3 separate regions of the Mus musculus genome follow, and regions 1 and 2 are each linked to region 3. Evidence: chromatin contacts called from public Hi-C data. All regions are on one chromosome and are shown on one strand. The core of a region is the stretch at or near the end of the contact, and the rest is flanking DNA. Distances in the headings are between cores, read along the strand shown.

Region 1 (4,375 bases), core at 1,286-3,785, 390 kb before region 3:
CTTTTTCCAACCATCCACTTGAGAGAAATATAAAGATTAAGGGGAGAGGATATTCACCTGCCACCTAGACCCCATCCCCCAGACACAGACCCACTTCCTCAGTCTAGACTCAGCTTCCCATTGTTGCTATGTTTTATTTCCTTTTTCTCTTCCTTTAGGTTTAATTTGAAGATATTTTCTTTTAGCTTGCTCTTTTTTAGAACTTATTTATGCTAGCTCTTACTATTTTTCATTGTGTACACTTTAAGGCATATAATTATATTTAGCTATAAGTGCCATTTTGGTTTTACCTCAATAGCTATGTTTTTATGCTTTTCTATTTATTTATTTTAAAATATCTTATTTTTTTTTTGTTGCAATTACATTTCTGAACTAGTGGTTGTTTGAGGGAATACTGATAAATTCCTATAAATCTGAGAAACTTCTAAAAAATATCTGTACTATTATTTTCACCTAAATCCACTATGGTTTGACATATATACTTTGAAATAATACAATTTGGAATTTGCTTAGACATTGTTTATAAACTAACACAAAATGTAATACATTTTGATTAGATTTTATGTGTATGTATTAACAATATGTATACTAATAATGTAGAGTATTATCATCTAGATCGAGATCTATATAGACATGTATAGTTGTAATTCTACTATAGATATAGATATCTTTTTGGACACATCTCTATGTCTCCATGTCTGTATCTATGTCTTAAAGCTGCTTATCACGCATTTTAAATGATTTAGATGTGAGCACTACTTTTCTTAAAGTCATTCTCATCTAAGTGATTTTACTCACTCAGTATTCCAAGTCACATTATTTTTCATCCATTCACTTTTAGTCTCTCTAGGTTTTTATATTTAAAACATGCATTTTATAAAGAGTGTAGTGTATGCTTCTTCCATCCCTTGTGATACATTTTATTTTTTAATTCACGTATTAATCTATGCACATTTAGTGTAACGGGTACAATTTCTCATCTTAATACATGCATTTTTCTATTTTAAATGCTTATTTGCTTATTTTTATTATTCCTTGTTTTTTTGTTAATAAACATCTTTATTATTTGTAACTTTCCTTCATTATTCACTTTTAAATATTCTTTCAGTGGTTACCATAGAGACTTACAATATGGTCTTATGACTAAGAGAAATTTGGAGTATTAGCAGCTTTTTGAAAATTCAACGACCTTAGAATATGCTATCATGATAGAACATGCAGCCTTTCTTCTTTCCTGCCACTGATATCATAACTGCAGTTGTACAAATACTTTAAATTCTCCATGTTTGTGATACATGCCTGTCTGTCACATTTCCCAACATACCTCTACTATACCCTCCTTGTCATCCAGTTCTGACATCCCTCTTCCTAAGTATCTTAGACTTCAACTTGTCAAGGAAACTCCTCTGTGGCCACAGATGGTGCTGTGCCCACATTATCTGCTGGACCATTGCTGTGTTGCACTGGCCTCTTTAGGTCCTCACCTCCTCACTGACCACTCTAAATACTAAGATATCCAGAGGCCTGAAACTGGAGATTATTTATATTTTAATGTCTTCTTATTGAATTCAATGCCTGACACTTTGCAAGCACATGTTTAATGGGTAAGTGACACGACAAAGGTTACACCCCCCACCCCTGTCCATTGAATACCCTCTGTGGTATTTTCTAAGTTCTTCTTTGGATCAGTCAAGCATTGACTGAATCTTAGGTCTCTTAGTAATGAGGGGAGCACCTGTGTCACTCTCATTGTACAGATGAATACATTAATGTTCAGAGATTTTATGTTTCTCAAAATCATAAAGCCAGAAAATGGCAAGGCTGAGGTACAGCGTCTAGGCTGACTCTGGAACACAAAGGCTTACCACAAATGCACAGACTAATGGACTTCTTAACATCTGTTGGACCCATTTCCTTCCCACTTTCCATCAATTACCATCTAGAGTTGAACACTGATGACAATGTCATTCCCAGTAGAAGACTTTCTGGATGATGGTCACCCACAGTAAATGCTTATAAATAATCTAGAAAGTAAGTGAAGATACAATTGTTATCATACATAGATCTAGCAAACAAGTACCTGAGTTATTAATATTCCTGAGGTAGGATGAGATTGGAATGGGCTAGATACTCGAACAATATGAAATTCAAATTCTCCTAAAGATCTAGGTGTGAATTAGACTCTTGGAAACAGATTTGAGCTGTTGCAGGCTATTTGTATAGATGGCTTTAAGTATATTCGTTGTGCCTGCTCATTGAACACAATCATGCATATTCTATAGGCACAAGAAAATGCCAGTGTGTTAAGCATGGTGGCCTCCCTTTTCTAAAAAGATAATAAGGATCAAAGCATTATGCACAAGTTCACTGTGACCTGAGGGAGTTAAAGAATCTTCTAGGAGAGATTGACTTCTGAAGAGCGTGCCAAGTAGCACCCCAGAGGCTGCTGAACACCAGGGCACCATTTCCTTCCTCTCAGAAGCCTCTTCTGTGCTGTGCCAAAACTCACATCACTGTAGAATGCGGACGTGACATGCCCGATCCTGAGAGGCAGACACTGTTCTAGGGTAACCTTTTGGAGGCAGCTTCATCTTGCTGCCTGGGAACATGTTTCTTGGCTGTTGCCAAGAACATGGGGAGGAAGTAGGAGGAGCTGTTGGATACCACACGTTGTCTTCATAGTATATTACTTCAATGTCCAATTCTTTTCAGTTTCAGCAGCAGCCTGCCTGGAGTTTCACATTTCAGGTAGTGACTGATGGGACAGGTGGGACTTGCTGCTTCTGGTAAGGAGAGAGGGGTTTATATACTATAGCTGCTATGCAAATTTGCTATGCAAATCTAAAATGCCATTATATCATACATTACATATACTATGATGGGAATAGTAAACGTTGAGTTGCAAAGAAATCATGCATAGCAGCAGGAACAAAACCTAAGATGAAATCGGTTGTGAAAATTGGCTCCCTTAATTTAATTGGAGTTAAGAGAATTTAGAGACCTTGCCTTAACCTAGGGAAATGGGAATGAAAATAGGTTTAGGAGATTAAAGGGAAGGCATTTGGGGATTTATTTAGTAGAAAGAATTAACTCATGGTGTTGTCTACGGTTTGTACAACAGAATGTATTTTCCAAAACACACTAATTCTGCCAGCTAATGTGATCTGAATACCCTGTTTGTACAAGTGAAGAAGTTAGGTATCTAAGCACGGGTCCGTTGTCTATTACCTCTTGTCTAGGAAAGACAGTGTGGGCGAGAAACTGAGACCCGCTCTTCTGGTTCCAAATCCTATTAATGTTTTTCCTGGAATATAGAGTCATTGTTGAAAGTCCTCAGTGTATTTGAATAGGATATGACTATTACGTCATTTCTAGCATGCTGCCTAACTTTAGACCAAAGCACTGGGAACAGAATGACATTCGTGTGGGCTTGAGGGTTTTGTACTGGGCTTGGCACTCTTGTATGGAGGAAGTCATACAAAACTATAACTAGTACCCTGACCTGTACACTGACCACAGGATCCAATATTTCCTATCACTCAGCCTTCCTCTTTCCCCCCTTGGGAGTAGAACAGATTTTGTCAACAAATGTGGTTTGGGCACCGTGCTGGGCACATGGGGAATAGAATAGAGATTTATTGCAAAGCTCTAGATCCCAGGAGCCTGCAAGTGAGACTAATAAATGCCCATGTAGGAAATCTGTGGTGCCAGTTCTCTTAGAAGGGGTGTTTCCAAGAAAGAACAGACCTAAGAAGAGAAACTGCAACAAGCCGGGGACCCTGCCAATGGGCATCAACGAGGAGCTAAGTAGACTGAAGAGGGCAGACACTTATCTCCAAGTGAAGGAACAACATTGGCCAAAGCTTATCAGACACTGGAGCAAGAGAAAAAATGGATTGTTTGACCTCTCTCTTATTAAACATGTGTACAAGTACGTGTGTGTGTGTGTGTGTGTGTGTGTGTGTGTGTGTGCCTGTCTGTCTGTCTGTCTGTCTGTCTATCTGTCTGTCTATCTGTCTGTCTGTCTGTGCATATGCATGTGGAAGCTGGAGGACAACCTTCATGGTAGTTCCTCAGTTAATTCGAATTTGTTTTGTGAGGCAAAGACTCTCATTGGCCTTGAGTTCACCAAACAGGTCAGGCTGGCTTGTTGGCAAGTACTAACAGGCATCTGCCTGTCTCTGCCTCCCCACTAGCACTGGGATTAGAAGCGTAAGCCACCCTGTCAGGCTTCCCCCTCTTTCTTTCATGTGAGTTCTAGGGAAGGAAACTCAGGTACTTAGTCTTGGTTGGTAGATAAGCACATTACTGTCACCCCAGCCCCTAAACAGTTCTTTCACTGGAAGGATTCCTTAAAAAAACCAGACAACTCAAA
Region 2 (4,926 bases), core at 1,595-4,094, 310 kb before region 3:
TGTGTGTGGTCTTTACAGAAAAGAGATGTGTGATGTCATCTAGACCAAATATTTCTCAAATTATTAAAGGTAAAGTACTTGATTTTTAATCTTAAAAAAGCTACCAACTGATATTGTACATCCATAAAATGCAGCCAAGATTTTTATCAGGAAATGAACATGAAAAATACCAGGTTGTGGCTTTGCACCTAGCACCATAGGCTATTAATGTCCTCAGCTGGACCACTCCTCAGATATTAAACTAAGAAGGACAGATATAATATTTGATGTTCAAAAGGCAATGTGTAATCTAGGATCTAGGAAAATTCCGGGTGAAAACATGGGGTGGGGATGAGCATGGCTTTAGTGGACCATCTAATAAACAGAGTTGGGTGTTCATTGAAACCGCCACAGAATAACAGCCTAGCAAAACTAGCTGAGAAATTCAGCAAGGTTGCCAAATATACTATCAATAAGAAGTGATAACAAAAAAGCAATGCATTCATAACATGAAGAATTTCTAAAATTCCCAAGAACAGAAAACAGTGAATATACAGGGAGTGCATAGGATATTATGGGTTAGAGTTAGAACTCTGCTGTTATAAGGCACAGGAGAAGATTTGACGGTGAATGGAATTACTTACTATAAATTGGTTAGTTCTTCCTGAAGCTAATCATGTGTTTATTTTATTCCATGCAAATTTCAGCAGAAACTTTTGAGAAGCTTGGCAAGTTTGATTCCACAATGGACCTCACAGAGTTATGACTCACAAATAGTTAAGTCAATCACACATACACACACACTCACACACCACACTCACAGACTCATATACACACTCACACATATTCACATAAATGGGCATGCACACACGCACACTCACACACTCACATGAAGACAGATACATGCAGACACACACACACTCACACACCACACTCACAGACTCATATACACACTCACACATATTCACATAAATGGGCATGCGCGCGCGCGCACACACACACACACACGCACGCACACTCACACACTCACATGAAGACAGATACATGCAGACACACACACACACGCACACTCACACACTCACATGAAGACAGATACATGCACATGCACACACACACGCACACACACACACACACACACACGCACACTCACACACTCACATGCAGACACACAAAATGCAAAAGGAAAAGCTCCCTGTAGCAACCAGAAAGCGATAGGAATGAGTACAACAGCAGGTGCATCACATGTAGACCAGATTAAAATGAGTGTCTTGCAAGAAAAGTAAACAAGAAGAAGGAAACAGAGAAGCTGTTTAAGTGCTGGCTTTATGAACTCTGATTTATAATGAAAATAGACATTTTAAGCTGAATTATTATATTGAAAATAGATATTCTAGATTCTTATTTCATGCTATGTAGACTTTAGATAGTTTAAAGTTCTGATGTAAAAGTACAACTGCAAGCAAGTAAGAAGGAAATGTGGCCTTTGGAAGGAGAAGGATTTTTAAATAAGATGCTACAAGCACAAACTTAAGGATATGACTCTGTAAACCAATGGTTCTCAACCTTCCTAATGCTGTGACCCTTTAATACAGTTCCTCATGTTGTGGTGACTTCCAGCCATAACATTAGTTTTGTTGCTGCTTCATAACTGTAATTTGGCTTCTGTTATGAATCACAATGTATATATTTTTGGAGACAAAGATTTGCCATAGGGGTCACGACCCACAGGTTGAGAACTGCTGCCACAATTTCTATTTAGAATGGGCACGATAGTCTTAGCATATGTGTACTATACTCAGAGGAAATGATAAAAATAAAAAAGTTGAAAATCAATGGTGTTATAAAGAAATGCCCACAGATCATTGGGGGGAAAATAGGAAGATGTATAAAGGATATACAAAGATAATTCAGAAAGGAAGAAAACTGAAGAACTCGTTAGACTCAGCCCCATCAATAATTACAAGCACAGCAATTAAGCTGGCAGTGATACAGCATTTCATATACTTAACTGGCAAATTTTTAAAAAGTTACAGGGCTCCAAGTTATAAATAAGTTGAAGGAACAGGAGCCCACATTGTATTGCTAATAGGAATTGGCCCAGTGTTTCTGAAAAGAAGTCAGGCAGGGGTTAGCCTTAGTGTCTGGGCTGCCTACAGTAGAGTCTTTTTCCTGGGAGTTCTCATATAGGCCAGCAAGATTGCATGTAGAAAAAAAAGGGCAGCAACACTGTTTGCAAGCAAAAAGTTGTCATTAGCAGGTGAAAAGTTAAACTGCCAGGAAGAAGGTAGTGAGCACCCATCAGACACTGTGCTGGGCATGGACATAAGAGACACAGCATGGAAGCCAAAAGTGCAGATGTATGCAAACTACCACTGCTCATTCTTCACAGACACACACACACAAAGTGACAATAGTGAACATCTTTAGTGCACACCAAACCATAAAGAGTAGTAACGGAAGATGCCAGGCCAAGGGAAATTGTAAAACAAAGTAAGAAGAGGTAACAATGGGACCAAACATGAGAGAGTACCATGAGTCGACATAAGAGGATGATAAACCCAATCTTCTCCCAAACCCAAAATGCTCAAAACAAAAATCTAAGGCACACTCTATTGAACAGTCTAAGAAGGCACACTTGGTTTCTGCAGCTTTCTCCTAAGCATGTCGAAGTGCAGGAACCCTGCAGAATAGAAAATGCAAACTAAGGGCCTGCTGTTAAATTTATGGACTGTTTCTCCTGGCTCTTCCCCTTTAATCCTGTGGAACTCTTTTAAATTTTGCAGTGTTGATAACTAGCCAAGTGGGGAGTGGAGCGGATGGTTTCTCTTTCCCATGAAGCTAATGACAAGGGTTCCCTGGCCAAGGTAGCCTAGAAACGCCTGCGTGTGTTCCTGCCTGAGTCGTATTTTCCATGTTCTCGTCAACATGCTGGCAGTAGCAAATGTCTTCATGATGGCTGTTGGCCAGATAACTCGAAGCCAGCGCTTTGCTCTGGGAGAGCATCCAGAAGAGTCATTTGGATTCCACAGTTGAAGAGTCCCAAACTTTAAGGAGGACCCAGAGGCTGTACTGCTGCCTGTTGGAGCCATTGAGAGTTGAAGAGGGGGAGAAGCTGAGCCATCAGAGCTTCTGAGAGTGGCGTGCATCCCTTAACACCTGCCCTTACTCCGAGATGCTCAAATGTTTAGGAATGTTTCAACGGCAGGAGGTCCAGCATCACTCATGATAGAACATCAGAGGAGAGAGATTATGGATTTGTGTTTTAGACTTTGCACAACCTCCAAATTGGATATGAAGATGTGTTGGGTAGAGTTTTCCTCATGAGTGCTGTGTTTAGGAAAAGGCTACAGTGTACTCCCCTGTCAGTGTGGAAAAACACTGAAAATACCTACATCAAATGGTAAAACTGATCTGGAGGCCTTTCCCTGCATGCTTAGAATAGGAGATTACTCTTAGAGGTTCTTTAAACGAACCCCCTTTAAGATTCTATCATATGATAACCTGCTTATTGTTAAAAAACTCATGCCATAGTTTCAACAAAACTGCTCATATAGCTATTATCTTTCCCACTTAACAATACACAGTGTTAGAGAAAGAACCTGCCTTGCCCAATGGGTTTCTATTAGGACACAGCAGAGACAGATACAACTCAGAATCTCACACCATCCTGATGTTGGTGTTAAAAGTGTCTGCTATGGTAACAGATGTTGTTTATGAGACAGATGGAAAACTGAGTTATCCTCAGAACCAAAGCACCATGAATTGGCTCTAATTATGCAGATGTGATCTGAAAGCCAATCTCAGGGTTACCCAGAGCCCCGTGACCTTGAAAAAGTAAAGCGCATATTTTCTAAGTTCGCAAGTTTTAAGTCACTAAAACTAAAGAAAGTAAAACTGTACTCGGCAAATAGAAGATCCAGTCATTACAAATTTCCTTCCTTGTCCTGACACATGTAAAGGCACAGTGGGATTTTAGGGGAGAAGACTGGATATCAGAGACTCTAGGGGAGGGACAACTTTAAGACCAAGAAACCACAGAGTTTAAGTTAACTTGAATGAGTGCTAAGAGACTCTGAAAGGCAATGAAACCTATTTTTCCAATTTCACCTAAAGCCAGGCATTTCTCTCTGTTCATATAATGGCTATTTTCTGTGCCATTTCCCAGGTAGGGTTGACTGCCCCCGCATGGTATGAGTTTTAAGTCTTTCTTACCACCTCTAAGTCTAGTCAAAGATTCTACTGAGAAGGTATCTTCAGTCAGTCCCTGTGGTGTGGTGTTAAGTGATGGGTCCTGAGCCGTCTTTCTATGTCTTAGGTTTGTTCAGGTATAAGAGTATCACACTTTGGCTAATGTATAGTGAACAGATGTTTATTGCTCATGGTTCTGGAGACTGGAAAGGTGAAGACTTCAGAAGGCATACTTGCTGTATCATAAATAGTAGACAGTATCATGTACAAAGAGGAAGAAAGGAGGGAAGGAAGGAAGGGGAGGGGAGGGGAGATGAAGGGAGGGGAGGGGAGGGGAGATGAAGGGAGGGGAGGGGAGGCAAGGCAGAAGGAAAGGGAGTTCTTTTACCAACAACCCATTCTCTGGATGTGATGACTAACTTCTATGGCAATGACATTAATCCACTAGTGGGGACAGAGCCCTCCTGACCTAGTCACCTTTAAAGTTCTGCCCTTTTATACTGTTGAATCAGAGATTAATTTTCTAAAATGTGAATTTTGAACTTAACAAACCACATAGAGCCACATACTTTGCTCACATCAACACATGTGCAAATAGATATGTTTGCATGGCAAGGTTTTACATGAAGGCAGAAAGGAATACATGTTCATGATCAGAGACGCTCAGAAATGGTTTTCTTTCAGCACACTAAGGCCATATGTCCTGAAATGTTGGCTTTTCATTGAAGGCCTTGGTACTGATATCAGTGCTCTTGCCAG
Region 3 (4,985 bases), core at 1,450-3,949:
TATAACAGCATAGAGGGTAGATATCTGCCCAGCTCTAGTGCTGTTTAAGGCTTATTATAAATATGAAGTGTGTGTGTGTGTGTGCGTGTTTCATCCAGGAACCAAATGGTCAAATGTGGGATAGAAACCCTCGGATTGGGATAAAATTCTTCTACAACAGTTCATGGGGTCCAACAGCCTATAGGATATAGGAGAACAGCAGCCAGAAGACAATGCTTCTCAAACTCCAGGCAAAGGTGAGTTGGAGAAAGTGCAGAAATGCAACATGAGCTAAGGCAGAGTTGGAACTAGGCTCTGACCAATTTGATAATCAGCCAAAAAGTACACACGCAGTAGGGCTACAGCCTCCTGCAACAGCAGAGACATTGGTGCAGGAAGACAAGGGACACTGCTACAGAAATCAAAGGAGGTGGGGGACATTCCAGGTCACTGCATGACTCCGAGGCTTTCTTGTCTCTGCTGTTACAAATGGCCAGGACAGCAAAAGCCACAGTGCCTCCCTCGGAAACCATCTGGAAGAGTTCTAGCAAGGGTACTTATTGTGAGCATGTTCACCCAGAAGACACTACAGAGACTTTGACCTCACTCTCAGGTTTTGAAAGGTCAAGACATTTGCCTAAACTCCCTGTTTAGAACCCAAGGAAGCCTGTGATGTTTGGTGTCATATGTATGTGTATATTCATATGTATATACATATCTATTTACATGCAATTCTAACTATCAGAGGGATTTTATTGGCTTGATTTGCACCATTGGAGACTGGAGGTTGGGTAATTCAACCATGGCAACCTGCATGCTGGAAAGCCAGAGACTCTAACAGCTGCTTATCCTAAGTTGGAACCCTTGGAACACAGCCTGTAAACTCTCCAGGAGTCATCGAAAGACTGAAGAAGCAAGGGGTCTGATAGGAAGAATGATCAAGGCAGCAACAAGCTTAGCCATGAAGAATGGAGCCAGCACATTCCAGTGGGCCTTCCTTTTATCTGTTTATGCCTTGGCTCCCCTCCTACTGTGTGATGCTGTCTGCCTCAAGATGAGGCCATTTTCCAAAAGGATGAACTTGCACCTTAAAACACAAGTAATCACCTCCTAAAACCACTGTGTCCCCTCAAGCAATAAGGACTTCTTTCAGATCTCCTTGCTGGACCAAGGCTGAGACACTGATCAAGACCACACCTAGATCTGGACTGCTTAATTATATATACATGTACCCTTAACATACATCTCCTTTGCAATATCCTATAGACTTAGACTCTCTGGGCCCTTTTATCTATTCTTCACAATGTGGACACAATGCATAAGTCTCTTTTCTCTGCTTCTAGACATTATTTGTCTGTTTAGTTGGTGTACTGAGGGCATGTGAGCAAACCTAACATATTGGATCTGCCTGAACCTAGGCTTTTACCCTGAAAACTCCAGTTATACCATCAGTTTAAGTTGAAAGGCACAGGGCAGCCCAGGGTCTTACCATCCAAGCAGAGCATGTAGGTATCCCAGTCTCACTGTGCTCAGCCGGTGGTAGATGCTTGCCACCCATCCAACAGGGAAAAGTCAGTGGACATACAAGAAATAAGGGCTTTTTTCAGACCACAGCCACGGAGGGAGGATTGTTTTTTTTACTCACTGCTAGTAGTGTGGTGTGGGTGTGTGTCTGTTTGTGTGCATGCATGTATGTATGAATGTATATGTGTATGTACATACGTTTTTACATGCATGTGTGGGGCTGGAGTACATATGCAGAGACAAGAGTGGGACACAAAAGTGAGGCACCAACTGATGTTCAATATAAAGTTTCTAAATCAAAGTCAGAAGTAACCTAAGTATTACAAAACAGTGGAAAGCGTCCTCTCTCAATGTGCCTGCTACCCAAGTCCTTTCCTTAAACCTGTATCCAAAGGGCCATTTAGAATATTTTTCCTTGGGGAGTCTTTAAATAATTTGCCTCTGAAAAACTTTTATTAAAATTTAAATGCCTTAGGAAGGGGAATACTTAAGCAAGCATCTGTCACTATATTTGAAGAGGATTAGGATAGATAACTAAGAAGGGTCTGGAAAATCAGACTCTAGCTCAAGGGTAGAGAAAAAGACAGGACAGGGGGAGTAGAAACCCTGAAGGGGAGAAGCGCACACATGGAAGATGAGCTCTAAACACCATTTCCCTGGTTTTGTGTAGAGTCTTCGGGGGCAACTGCCTCTGGAGAAACACATTGCAGATCACTGAGACAAATTGAATTGGTTCAGGCTACAGTAGCAGAGAAGCCAAGGAACTGCCTGGCTGGAGGGCTTTCTGATGAAAAAAAAAGCAAACAGTGGCCTGGCTGGAGAGATGGCTCAGTCTTATAAAGGCTAGGCTCATGACCAAAACACCAAGAACAAACTGTGGCTTCTTAGGAGCTCTGTGACCTCAAACTGTTTGCAGCCTGGCCACTGCTAGACACCATCACGGGTGCATCAAGCCGTAGATGGGTGGAGAAATGGGACCTGCAATATCTGTAAGGGGACCAGGTCCAGGTGGGCAGCCTCCAGTGTGAAGGGAACTTGGGGAGGAGATGCAGAGAAAGCAATGATGGGTGGAGAGCAAGAGCAGAAGAGTGGGGAGGGAAGGTTAAGCATCTGGAAAATTACTGCAGTCTCAGGGCTTTAGCTGCCTCAAAGCCCAATGAGTCATCAGCTGGTTGCCTAGGCAACAGCTATTTTCCTTCTGCTGCTGATCAATTTCATCTGCACAAATGTCCCATGAAGCCGTGAGCTGTGAAGATAATAGACCCGAGTCACAGAAATCCCTGCCAAACGAGGTCTGCATTTTAAATGTTCTGAGCCAGACTTTATGCATATCCAGCTGTCTCCATCTCTGCAGTCTCCATCCTAACCACAGAGAGGCAGCCAAGGAGGGGCAGGAACAGGCAGAGGAGGGGACTGTCACCTGTTATCCTAGTGACAAGCCCAGGGACTGCAGCTACCAGACCTCACCACCTCCAGTTTGCCAGGGTAGATATATAGCCATCTTTGTTACATTTCTCTGAGCAGAAATGGATGTCTGGATGTGAAGCAGCCCCAGAGGTCGGTCCAGTGCCCTTCAGCCTGTGCTCTCAGATTCAGAGCAGAAGATGGTGCTCAATGGTCCACGCATCATTCCTGTGCCTGTTTTATCTCCTCCCCCACCTCACCCTTGGCATTTGTGACTGCATCAAATATGTGAATGTAATTATTTGTGTGTTTTCCCCACGAAAGCAAATGAGGACCGTCATTTTTCCTATACATCAGGTATCCTTATCTTCTGGCCTACCTCATCAGCCTGCACATATTAAATAATCAGAAGTTTGTTGAGCAACAAGTGGACAGATGACTGCATTTTGTTTTGTTTTGTTTTGTTTTTAAACCTCCCTCTGAATGAGGTAAATCCATTTCTAAGGTCACTTCTACACTACAGATATGGCAGTAGCTATATAATACGACAAAGTCAGAAATTGCCATAACTTTTGTGTTTTCTATCATTCAGTCTTGTAACCTGCCCCCTCCCAAAAGAACAGATCTGAGTTTCATATATACATGGTCAGCTGGTAGCACAAAAATGAAAGAAGCGCCACGTCCTTCGTATGCCGTTATCAGTCAGGACACGCACATTCCATACATGTTCTCATCACATCAATGATTTTATAATTCCCATTTTACAGATGAAGAAAATGAGACTAAGAACAGTTATATAGCATATGGATGGTAGCCTCAGCTGCCATTCTGGACCAGAACTCTTCTCCACTTCCTGATATCTCATGTGCCACTGTATCCCTGTAGGTGGCATTTCCAAAAGCACATTGCTCCTCCTTCAAACAGCCTGGATGACATGTCAGCCTGAAGCGGTTTTTATGTGCCCTGTATTTTCCAAGCACCTCCATCTAAAGCCAAGGTATTGACGTACTCATGTGAGCCTCCCTACAGTCCTGTTTGCCGGCTGGGCAGATATCATCTGCCACATATTTTAGATGTCGAAAACAGAAAACAAAAAGCCCAATGACTTGCTTGAAATCATTTTGCTGAATGCACCTAGGACTCGAACACTGGTGCTCAAGTGCTTTGAGACCTACTAGCCCAAGAGCTCTCTGGATAAACAAAGTCCTTGAGGGTCACAGTGTGATGACCACACGCCACTTGCTCTTCAGAGCTGTCCCTAGGAAGCTTCAGAGGAACAAAGCACTGGTGCATTTTGTCAGCTAACTGCAGGAACCCTCTCCTAGAAGCCGTCATAACAGTAAAGCAATCTAAGATTGAAGAGAAAAATCTGAATATCTGAAGAAGAATCCAAAGCTCAGAGCTTAGTTTGGTAAAAAAATGGTACCAGATATTGCAGCTAATTTTAGCCTTCCCTTCCTCGTCCCAATTCCCCAAGCTCCAGCCCACTCCCACGCATCCTCCTTGCCTTCCAAAAAGAAATGACATTGCTTTATACATGCTGAACTAAAAAGGCTTCAGATCCTACCACTATGAACCTGATTCTGGGAAAGCAGATCTTAAAGGTCTCTACCCGTTGGCCTGCAGGCTAGGTAAGAATGAGTAATGAGAAAACACAGGATTATACATTCTAATGAGAATTTTTATGAGCTGTCATGTCTATCCAGAAATTGAAGCATACAAATGAACCTGTTAATGATGATCCAAAATGGCAAATTTTGCCAGTTTGCTGTTAAGTGGTTTCTTGAACCATCTTACTTAAGGAAAAAAAACCTTAATTCAAAATTAAGTCCGATCGTTAGTCCACCGTTGGCTTAAGCAATTCTCTTTTGTCACCATAGCTTCATTTATCTGTGGTCTATACGACTTTTGTCTCCATGTTTGAGCCCATGTGGTTTGTATATGTATCTGCACACTGGCATGAGCAAGCACTGGGTTGAGGGAAAGACATGCCATGCTTGCTTTCCGTATACAAACCCATTTGCACCTGCAGCAGGTTCCTAACATGGGTGTAATAGAAACAGTAGTACTGTTCTCCA

The links. A called contact is a pair of places that touch in the nucleus more often than the background predicts.
Region 1: a contact with region 3 is called in a Hi-C map of cerebral cortex, with 1.9 times the contacts expected there. The contact joins two enhancer-like sites. A contact is called at or near these places in 2 of 484 Hi-C or Micro-C datasets (both in cerebral cortex) and 1 of 115 datasets of contacts at active chromatin or transcription factors (neural progenitor cells).
Region 2: a contact with region 3 is called in a Hi-C map of uterus, with 4 times the contacts expected there. The contact joins two enhancer-like sites. A contact is called at or near these places in 3 of 484 Hi-C or Micro-C datasets (cortical neurons, forebrain and uterus) and 1 of 115 datasets of contacts at active chromatin or transcription factors (neural progenitor cells).

Annotation. Positions count from the first base shown.
Region 1 is chr1:164,679,241-164,683,615 of GRCm38.p6, forward strand. No RefSeq gene overlaps it. Among named protein-coding and RNA genes, the nearest start is that of Dpt, 120 kb to the right of the region's middle. Within about 2 kb of position 2,536, at least 25 of the 459 cell types and tissues checked have an H3K27ac peak or open chromatin away from gene starts, as enhancers often do. A contact at or near this core is called in cerebral cortex, where this site is marked.
Region 2 is chr1:164,767,892-164,772,817 of GRCm38.p6, forward strand. No RefSeq gene overlaps it. Among named protein-coding and RNA genes, the nearest start is that of Dpt, 26 kb to the right of the region's middle. Within about 2 kb of position 2,845, at least 60 of the 459 cell types and tissues checked have an H3K27ac peak or open chromatin away from gene starts, as enhancers often do. A contact at or near this core is called in cortical neurons, forebrain, neural progenitor cells and 1 more, where this site is marked.
Region 3 is chr1:165,073,107-165,078,091 of GRCm38.p6, forward strand. All of the region lies in intron 1 of 4930568G15Rik (RIKEN cDNA 4930568G15 gene), which reads right to left. Among named protein-coding and RNA genes, the nearest start is that of Gm51669, 14 kb to the left of the region's middle. Within about 2 kb of position 2,700, at least 121 of the 459 cell types and tissues checked have an H3K27ac peak or open chromatin away from gene starts, as enhancers often do. A contact at or near this core is called in cerebral cortex, cortical neurons, forebrain and 2 more, where this site is marked.